3 separate regions of the Danio rerio genome follow, and all the other regions are linked to region 2. A link is a contact called in public Hi-C and Micro-C data. All regions are on one chromosome and are shown on one strand. The core of a region is the stretch at or near the end of the contact, and the rest is flanking DNA. Distances in the headings are between cores, read along the strand shown.

What was found. A called contact is a pair of places that touch in the nucleus more often than the background predicts.
Region 1: a contact with region 2 is called in a Micro-C map of caudal fin, with 8 times the contacts expected there. The contact joins the promoter of si:ch211-266i6.3 here to the promoter of vps26bl in region 2. A contact is called at or near these places in 3 of 18 Hi-C or Micro-C datasets (caudal fin, hematopoietic stem cells and an unstated tissue) and 1 of 4 datasets of contacts at active chromatin or transcription factors (embryo).
Region 3: a Hi-C map of hematopoietic stem cells shows a contact between it and region 2, with 2.3 times the contacts expected there. The contact joins the promoter of lhfpl6 here to the promoter of vps26bl in region 2. A contact is called at or near these places in 4 of 18 Hi-C or Micro-C datasets (caudal fin, embryo, hematopoietic stem cells and 1 more) and 2 of 4 datasets of contacts at active chromatin or transcription factors (caudal fin and embryo).

What each region holds. Positions count from the first base shown.
Region 1 is chr10:37,047,352-37,050,517 of GRCz12tu, forward strand. si:ch211-266i6.3 reads left to right here and starts at 1,860. Exons shown (of 7, transcript XM_692182.9): 1 at 1,860-1,984; 2 at 3,115-3,166. The coding sequence starts at 3,158. It also overlaps a transcript of lhfpl6 not described here.
Region 2 is chr10:36,800,845-36,803,948 of GRCz12tu, forward strand. vps26bl (vacuolar protein sorting 26 homolog B, like) reads right to left here and starts at 1,272. Exons shown (of 6, transcript NM_001002415.2): 1 at 819-1,272. The coding sequence starts at 1,041. It also overlaps a transcript of foxo1b not described here.
Region 3 is chr10:36,947,976-36,951,591 of GRCz12tu, forward strand. lhfpl6 (LHFPL tetraspan subfamily member 6) reads left to right here and starts at 1,552. Exons shown (of 4, transcript NM_001008653.1): 1 at 1,552-1,738.

The sequences.
Region 1 (3,166 bases), core at 610-3,109, 250 kb after region 2:
ATTCACCTTTACTTGTTTCAAACCTTTATGAGTTTCTTTTTTTTTGTTGAAACTGGAAATTGGTAACCATCGACTTCAATTTGTTTAGCATAAAGAAGTCATAAAGGTTTTTAAACAACTTGAGGGTAAACAAATAACTAGCAGGCCCATAGTCAGGGGGGTTCTGGTGGTTCGGAAGACCCACCCCTCATAAACAAAGGTCCAGAATTTGTCTCATACATGAGCTCATTTGTCCTATTTTAAATAAATGGGACATAAACAGTGAAAATAACCCATCGAAAAAGGCTTTAAGAGTCTCTCTGTTGGCTGTCACTTCGGTATGATTTCAGCTAATCTGTTTTGGCCAATGCTATTGATTTGAAAAAATTGATTTGATTTGAATACAATTTTGGCCATTGTTGTTATCCAGGAATTTTCAAATGTGCGTTTTGACAAGAGGCTTTATTGTACATTATTATTATTATTATTATTATTAGTAGTAGTAGTAGTAATATGTTGTTGTTGTTGTTGTTGTTTTAATAATTTTTTATTTAAATGCTTTAAAAGGGAAGATGAATGTGACTGGCAGTTTTACCGGCATGGACCACGCCACAATTTGAGCTTGTTTTAGGGATGATAGGGATGGTAAGACAACAGTGGGATGAAGGGGAAGGGAAGTAAGAGGATAAACAGTGAACAGGTAGGTGGGTTGATCGGGTCTCCTACAATGATGCCCAGAGACTCAGAGTAGGTGTACCGTCTCTGTTACATTTTGGTAGAGTGATTGAAATAAAGGGTTATAGGATTGTGAATGGAGGGAGAGTGGATTTAAGGGAACGAGAAGAACAGTGCTAGAGGGCTGGTCTGCCTTAATTAAGTTTTGGGAAGTAGGTGATTGGTCAAGGAGACAACGTGAAGCGTGGTTCCGCCGCCGAACCTTTGTTAACAAGTTAAGTCCATTTGTTATTTGCCTAATAAATAACAATAGGCTACATTTTTTTATTTAAAACAGATTCCTATTTTTTCTAATGATATATGATTTATTACATTTAAAATAAGTATTTTTTTCATATTTGTTCATTCATTCTAATTCTTTAGGAAATATTTTGGTACATCAAAAAATGTGGGTTTAATGACCATCCAACAACCTATTTCAGCTAAAAATAGGGCTTAAAATGTCACTAAAATGCAGCATTTAAATCTCAGAATTAAAACAGAAAATAAGGCACACATAACTGCAAAAATTGGTCCACCCTTTTTACCAGGCTGGCTACAGGCCTGGTGAGTGTGTGTGTGTGTGTGTGTATATATATATATATATACATATATATATATATATATATATATATATATATATATATATATATATATATATATATATATATATATAAGAATAGATATATATATTCTTTTTTTTTTTTGGTGAACTATCCCTTTAACCGTGGAACGTAAGAAGAGATTGTGTGCTTTTTCTATCAACTCACAAAAATCACCAAAACAGATTAAATTTATCTTAATCTTTTTAATAGCAGACACTCTTGAGCATCAACTACTGAACCTAATAATCCCTGTCTGACAGGTTTTGTTTTCATTAAGGAACATTTATTTCCCACACCTTTTTATTTCTCACATAAAGCCGTTACAGTAATCAAAAAAATAAACGAAGACCAGGTCTTTGCTCAACTGGATTGGTTTTGAAACGACTGCGTGAGCAGTTATAAGAGGAATTTTATTTTGGTTCAAAACAGGCAGCACCCAGTTTTCAGTAAAATGGGTGGAGCCAACTCTGTTTTTCATCACGTGATTCAAAGCAGCCAATACGATTTGTCAGCTAGAGTGACTCAGAAACTGTCATCACCAATCGCAGAGCTCGCCGCGCCGAACTCAAATCTGTTGAAAAAGCGCGTGTTGTGCTTCAATCTCCTTCAAATATTTTTCAAGTTCAGGTTTGGCCTGAGTTTGAGGTTCGTGTCTTTCCTCGTTGACAGAAGAAGGCAGAGATAACGTAAGCTATATGTCGTTTTTGTCAGCTTTAACAATGCTATGTGAGTATTGTCATGATTTGGCACTTTATTCGCGTGGGCAACATTAGAATAACAGAGAGTGTTTGTTGATTCTTCAGTAAGTTGGCGCAATAAAAGCATATTGTTGAATAAAATGTAAACTGTTTTTGAGTTAATCGTGTTGAGACGTTTAAATGTGTTGATATATGCTTTGAGCAACACTCCGTGTCTATTTTGTAAAAGCTAGTGCTGCACATAGGCTAGCATCCAGCGTCGTCGGGATACATCTGTCCTGTCAAACATTCGTCATAAATATCGACAAATCTAACAAGCATTTTAATAATGAATTAAGTCAAGTGGGATTAATATTATTCATATCGTACATGTATTAAATGTGGAATCCAAAGAGAAGGTTTTTGTGTTAGGCTAAAACGTATTTTTGTTTTATTCTCTGAACTACTTTTGACCAAGTTTCAGGTACATTTTTTAAGTAACCAAAAAAGGAGTTTTCAGACATTTTTATATTCATTTTAGACTACACAGAACCTAAGTTTTGACTTCTAAAAAAATGGTATTTGCTGGATTTACACTATTTTAAATTGACAAATTACCAGTTGTATTTTTCTGGGGTGGAAAAGCTATTTGGGTAGCAGGGTGTGGTCTCCCTAATGGGCAAAAAGCAGAGTATACATACGCAACTTTGGAAAAGATCATAGGTGACTGAAAACATCTGGAAGGACTCTTCTCATCTGGGCTGTTATCCTTAGATAAGACACCTTAGATAAACTTAAATAATCAATAGGCAATCAATGGAACAGAACAAAACGTCAAACTCTGGAATTCTGTATGAAATAGATTATGAAACGAGTGCATATTTATTCACTGGCTTAATTAATGTTACTACATTCCTGAGATGTGTCAGTCAATTCTCAGATACTGTATCATATGGACAATGACAAAAAGAAGAGGAGGAACAGGCTGTAAATCAACCCCAATCACTCTGGTTAATTTCATAGTAGAAATGTTGCCTTTAAAAAGAAAAACATCTTTTAAAATGATGTGAAATTCAGACTTTTTTCGTGTTGTTGTTGTTTTCTTTGTTTGAGTTTTATAACAATGTGATACCCTGCAGGGGAAAGATTGTCATCTTTGAAGAACTGTCCTTACACTGGTAGATGAACATA
Region 2 (3,104 bases), core at 22-2,521:
TAGTCTTGGTGATACATAATGTATAACTTTTAATAGAGTCCTAATTTAGGACAGGGAGTAACAAGCTTTAATGAAACACTATAACTTATGTTTAAAACCTATTATCCCATATTTTGATTTTACTAGAGATTTACTAGGGAGACTCATCTAAGAGAACCGATTCTTTTGAACATTCGTTTTACAGAACAGGCTGGAAACGATTCAGTGAATCTTTAGTAAGTATAGCGGTAGTGCATATCTGTTAATTATGCTGTATTCGTGTATAAGTGAGTTTATTCTTAATTACTTGTCTCACTTTAATTGTTGCATACTCAGAACATAATTCGCAATACTAATACCAACAACGTATGTGTTTAGATCATGTAACGTTAAGTCATAGGCAAACATTTCATGTTCTCATTTGTACTATTAGACTATTAAACTTTTCACTTCACTCACTAGTGCTCGACTTGTTTGAGAATCAACAGGTCGATAAGTTGACTTCAGAAAAGCATACCTGAAACTACCTCCTCTTGTTATTTGTTAACGAGTTAGTCTTAATTGAAGGAATCAAAATGAGACCGGTTCGTTCGATTCACTCAAATTGACCATCTTAAAAGAACAACTCATTCACGAATCAAACATCGTTAATGTGTCATATGTCACGAGACTAACTGAATGAAATGTGACACTTCTGCATGTTCGATGATTCAGTCCGCATACTATTTATTAAAACAAAATTGGCAACATACCTGCAAACATACACTGATATAAATCTTGAAATGTGTCGCGCGGTCACATTAAAACACAAATACGTCACAAGCATCGCTCGCACTTACCGATTTGCCCGATGAACTCTATTTTGATGCCCTGATGCTCGAGCCTCTTTCCTGGGGTCTTCAGTGTTACGTTTACTTTCCCCGAGACAGTCTCTCCGTCGTAAAACAGAAAGTATTTGTCTTTTTTCCCATCCTCTGTTTTGTGCTCGGCCTTTTTTCTCGTCTCGGCATCATTCAGAACTATGTCAATCTCAGCACTTTGTCCGAAACTGAAGAAGCTCATCCCGACACTTGTGCTGGATTGGACTGCTTTTGAATTCTAACACCTGGTCCAATTCCACATCAATATAACGTTACAATCCCGTCTTCTTCACTAGCGATCTGCAGCGATGCATGCGCCTTTATAATATGCTGCTTACAAGCAAACGTGGGCTAATTCTTCATACGGCGACTGAATTAATACCTGCGGAGGATTTTCCAGCAATGTAAAAACAGGCACAAGCTTCAGAAATAATTTTACTACCGGGTAGTCCACGTCATAATGTTTTCAAAATAAAAGTCTTGAGCGTCAGATCGAAATTAAATGAAGATAATGGCAACTGTAGCCTACGTAACGTTAGGGGTGATTGATTTTAGGACAATTCATCATTCTGATGTCTCAGATGATTGTGGACTCAATGTTCTTGATTTTACAACTACTAATATATTTTTTCAATTAATTGGATAAAACCTTCCCCAAAGTAATTCACTATGGTTGTATATTCCAAATCTTTTCTTTGAAAAATGCGGTGGATTAAACTTTTTGCTTTCTTGTGACTACAAACGTAATAAACTTCCCATTAAATTATAAAGCAATCATTAGAAGCATGGAAAAAATTAAACATAACTTTTCTTTACATATGTGCATTCAATAAAATAACCAACAGGTGTTGCATTAACACAAAAGGATATTTAAAAAAGATTGGTTTGACAAGGGAATTATTTTTGTTTCAGATTTTCTAAATAGCAGTGATGAGATTTATAGTTATCAAGAAAATCTTTCTTCTTCAGGGATTGTTTTTTTCTTTTTCTTTTTTTTTGCATGATGATTATAATTTGATTGTAAAAAGCATTATCTTAAAGCAAATTCCAAAAAAAACTGTACTTGGTGGTATCAGTATTTTGTGTAATAACTTCTACTTCAGAAAATGTCTTATTCAAGATAGTTGTTTCCTAAAAGCCATGTTGAAATGGAAACAAAATTTTTCTTTACCTTTTATAGATGATATTTGGTCAACAAGTAATACGTTTTTACTCCCAAATGAGGTAAAATAAATTAATTTCTAAATATTACACAGTCCCTGCAATATGTTTATTAATAAATTTTAAAAAGACTTTTCACCACATCCTTCTTTTTGGAAAACTAAGCCTGAAAGTCTTTTACATCTATTTTTTACTTGTAAATTCTCTGATGATATTTGGAATCAGGTTTTAGGGTTGATTTTTGGTTTATTTTACAAAATAATTAAATTTGACAAATGCATGATTATTTTTATTTTTATTTATTTTATCATGATTATTTTTATTTAAACTGTCTATGATACACTGGATAATGCAGTTTCACAAAATCAAGGCAAAAATAATGTCTATTACTCCCTCCTATAATTTTTTTCTGTAAAGATTAAAAATATTGTATAATTCTTCGACTATCTAATAATTTAAATATGATGGATCACAAATAAATTTGTATTGATTTGAAAAGCACAGAATTATTTAAAATAGCTAAATGTTAACATTTATAAACATTTCATTATTAACATATTATATTTTGACTTTAATATTAATTATATATCAGTCATTATGAGATTCCTCTTTAGTAACCATGTGATATCAAATTAAACCTTCATACTTTCTGAAAGAGTATTGCTAATGCTAAAAACATTGTCACTGTCTCGCTTAAAAAGTTATGTGTTACCTCTGAATTTGTTTTTTGTATTATTATTATTAAAATGTGTATAACAATGAACATACAAAAGCAATGACATAACAGTAGTGCAATAATAAAAGGAAAGAAAAAATAGGAAAAGTCATAATTAATAAGAAATTACCAACCCATATAATGTATATGTTTTTTTTTTTTTTTTTGTTTAAGACTAAAAAAAAGTATAATATTTTTGTTCACTTGTTTATTGACACTTTTTTGGTCTTTGTGTCACTGAATGTATTGTCTAATGTCTCCCTCTAGTGAGCATAATTTTGTCAGCACAAATACTAACATTTTTTTTTCCACACGTCACTGAATGCTTAAAACATAAAGCATTATAGTACAAACTAAGGAAGCCGGGTCCAACAAGATATATAGACTGT
Region 3 (3,616 bases), core at 302-2,801, 150 kb after region 2:
AAACATCAATTTTTAAAGTGTATTTTAATCATTTAATTCTAATGATTTAGTGGAACAATCTTCATAATGATGCAAAAAGTATGTAGAAACCTATTTATTTACAGATCATTTTGGTGACAGTCGAACTGCTAAACATTTGCACTGATTGATTATTAAATATTTATATAACAAAGATTAAAAACTGTAAATTCTAATAACATAGCCTACCTGATTCCTCAGAATATATTTTTTTTAGTGTCCAACAGTAGAAGGAAATTCATAAAACGTTTACAACCACTCGAGTGTGAATAATATGAGAGGAAACTTTCATTTTGGGGTGAATTTGTTATTACTAGTAACAAATATATTTGAAATCTAGTCCCTTTAATGCCAATTATTTATGTAAACTATATATTGTTATTTTATGTTTAAAAATTAATATACTGGATATATGGCCATACAGTATACCATAGTAAATCCAATATATTTGAGCACACTTTTTGATGCTTGTTCAAACTACTATTTGAAATGAACTGAACAACACAATTTTTGAGATTTTTCTAGGACAACTTAGTTATTTTATGTTTAATTCACTTAATCTTGTTAAGTAAATCATTTTGTGTCGGGGCAACCCAATTTTGTGAAATTTGTGGAACCCTGCATTTTTTACGGTTCCTCTGTAAAACCTTTCCCAGTAATTGGTTGCAGCCGGAAGGGCATTTTCTGCGTAAAACATATGCTGAATTGAAGTTGGCGGTTCATTCGGCTGTGGCGACACCAGATTAATAAAAAGACTAAGCCGAAAATAAAATTAATGAATGATTTAGGCTATATGCTGTATTTCAGAATTTATCTAAACTGTTAGACATTTTATTGTATTTTTGTGATAACTTTACTGACTTCACAAGATCTTTATTATTATTCATTGTTATCGTTTCCATTTTAAATGGTTTACAAAAATCATTTTCATTCATTATTCTATTTGAAATACATTTTGTGATGCATGTTAATTGGTTTACAAAGATAATTTTCATTCATTATTCTATTTGAAATACATTTTGTGATGCATGTTAATTTTTGTTTTTCGTTAATTAGTGTCTCGTTTTTTTTTTTTTCAGCTAGTAGCTGTAGGCTACTTGATTACTTTGAGAAAAGTATACCCCAAATGCCATATAAGTTGCTTTAAAAGTACTTCCAATGCAGTGCTATTACAGTAGTGAACTGTAAAGAATGTACAGTGTGGTATTTTATTACTGAGCATTTTTGCAGCAGATCACTTAAATTGCAGCAAAGTCTAACAGTGTACTTTACTTATCCTCTCAAAAAATGTATTTGCAATTATTTACCACGGCTGCATGAGAGGCGGGTTTTTGTTTCATTTCTGCATATCCACGGAGAACAAAAAAATGACAATAAATGACTTTGACTTTGACGGGGCACTTTGAAAGAGCGAGCGGCGGCCAGGCGGAGTCTCGAGTCGTCTTGGGAAAAGCAGCCGGTCGTCAGTCCAGCCCCTGGGCGGAGGATCTGGAGATTGATGCCCCTTTTTGCGCTCCCCGCTCAGTAGTAACACACTCGGTATAGTCACGGGCAGAGGCGTGCATGTGCTCGGCCAGTGAGTGGACTCTGGACGGCAGAGTTGAAGACTTTAGAGAGCTGCTAGGAGAGAACGGACAATCCACGCTGCATTGTGTCGTCTTTTCTGCGCTTTTGAGATTTGGAAGCAAGTGGAGTCGGATACAGCGAACGACACAGACATGTAAGATCTCTATCGCAGGCTTAAATCAGTTTCTGACTCACTTTTGGACTCTGCGTTCCGTTTGACAGTTCGCCATACGTGTTTTCATTTGTTTACATTGCATATGGCTGTGGATAGATGGCGTTTAATGTGTACGCTAACTTTTCTTTTTACGAAGATTTAAGGTTAAAATGCATTTCATTTCATGTGGGAAAGTTTATATTTAATCTGCTTTTACCTCAGTTTTTTAAACGAAGTCTTTCTAAATGGTCAAGATGTGACATTTTAAACAGATTTTAAAACAAACGCGTGTATAATTTTAATTTATACAATTAGCTAAATGCTGTTTTACAATTAGTTAGATAGCAAGTCAGATTATCCTACAGTATTTGAACATCCTGAATTATTAAAATAAAATGTTTACATGTTTACATGTGAAAATTACTGACAGGTAATATTTTAAATTCCAGAATTGTGTATTTCCATTAATATTTTCTTGAATGTATGTTGATGTTGGTTAAATAACATGTGTACTCCAATGCATGTGTTTTACATCTGTTCGGTAGTGTTTTTATAGTAAACATATCTTTCTAAAAGGATTTTTGACTTAAGAATGATAAATCACTTATTAACCCTTACTAAAATAAACTATGCTTTTAACACAGTAAAATGATAGTGACTGTTTTTTGGCAGATTGATTACCATTTTTATAACCACAGTCATTACAGGTTAAACTATGGGTAGTGAAGCAAAAGAATGGTTGAATTGTGGATAATGTACTTTTAATGACAGTATGTTTGATAGATTAGTTGGAATGGAATGGGCATCTGTGATTGGTCTATTGGTATATTTTGCTGTTAATTTACTCTTTCTCTGGCCATCCAAGATGTAGGTAATATTTGTCTCTTCAATAAAGCATTAAAGAAGATTTTTAGCTGAAACTGTGATCTTTGGTGATTTGTAATGCAAGTTAATGCTACTGACACGTTGAGTGTCAAAATAAAATCATACAAATAAAACTAAATAATTAATCTGCTTTTACCTCTGCTTTTTAACCATTGAAAAAACAAGTCTTTCTGAATGATCTTAAGTTTTGACATTTTAAACACATTTTAAAACTAATTTTTAAATCAAATGAGTACAAAGAAAAAATGAGCAAAATGCTGTTTTACAATTAGTTAGATAGCAAGTCGCATCAAGCTACAGTATGCCAACATCCTGAAATATTAGAATAAAATGTTTACATTAATATAAATGTTACAATTTAATATGTGTAAATTACTGGCTAGCGTAAATTTCAGAATTGTGTATTTCCAGTCTTCGTTTCGTACGACTGAACTCCACTAAACTGGCAAAACGTAAAATACTTACGTTTTCTCGTGAGATTAGGCTGGTATGTTGATATTGGTTTAATAACGTTTTGTACTCTAGTGCAAGTGTTTTAAATTTGTTTGGTGGTGTTTTTCTATGGAAAATTTATCTTTCTAAAATGTTTTTGACATCAGAATCACAGATCAGTTTATGACTCATACTAAAATGAATCATGTTTTTATTATAGTAAAATGATAGTAACAAAGTTTTTTGGCAGAGTGATTACCATTTGTATAACCACAGTTATTACAGGTTAAACTATATGAGAATGTGACGCAAAACCATGTTTAATTAGATGTTACTGTGCTTTTAACTACAGTTTCATTTCTAGTTAAACCATGGGTAATTTAACAAGTAAGAACCATACACATTTTTTTCATCCAGTGTGATCTGTAGTTTCTCCAGATAGAAATTTGCATGAGAAAGTGAACACATTTCAGTAACATTTTAGAGCTTGTCACCTCAGATTTATGGCTGGAAACAGATGTCCCAGTGTTTTACTGAGGCTTCTACACTTCTTGTTATTTC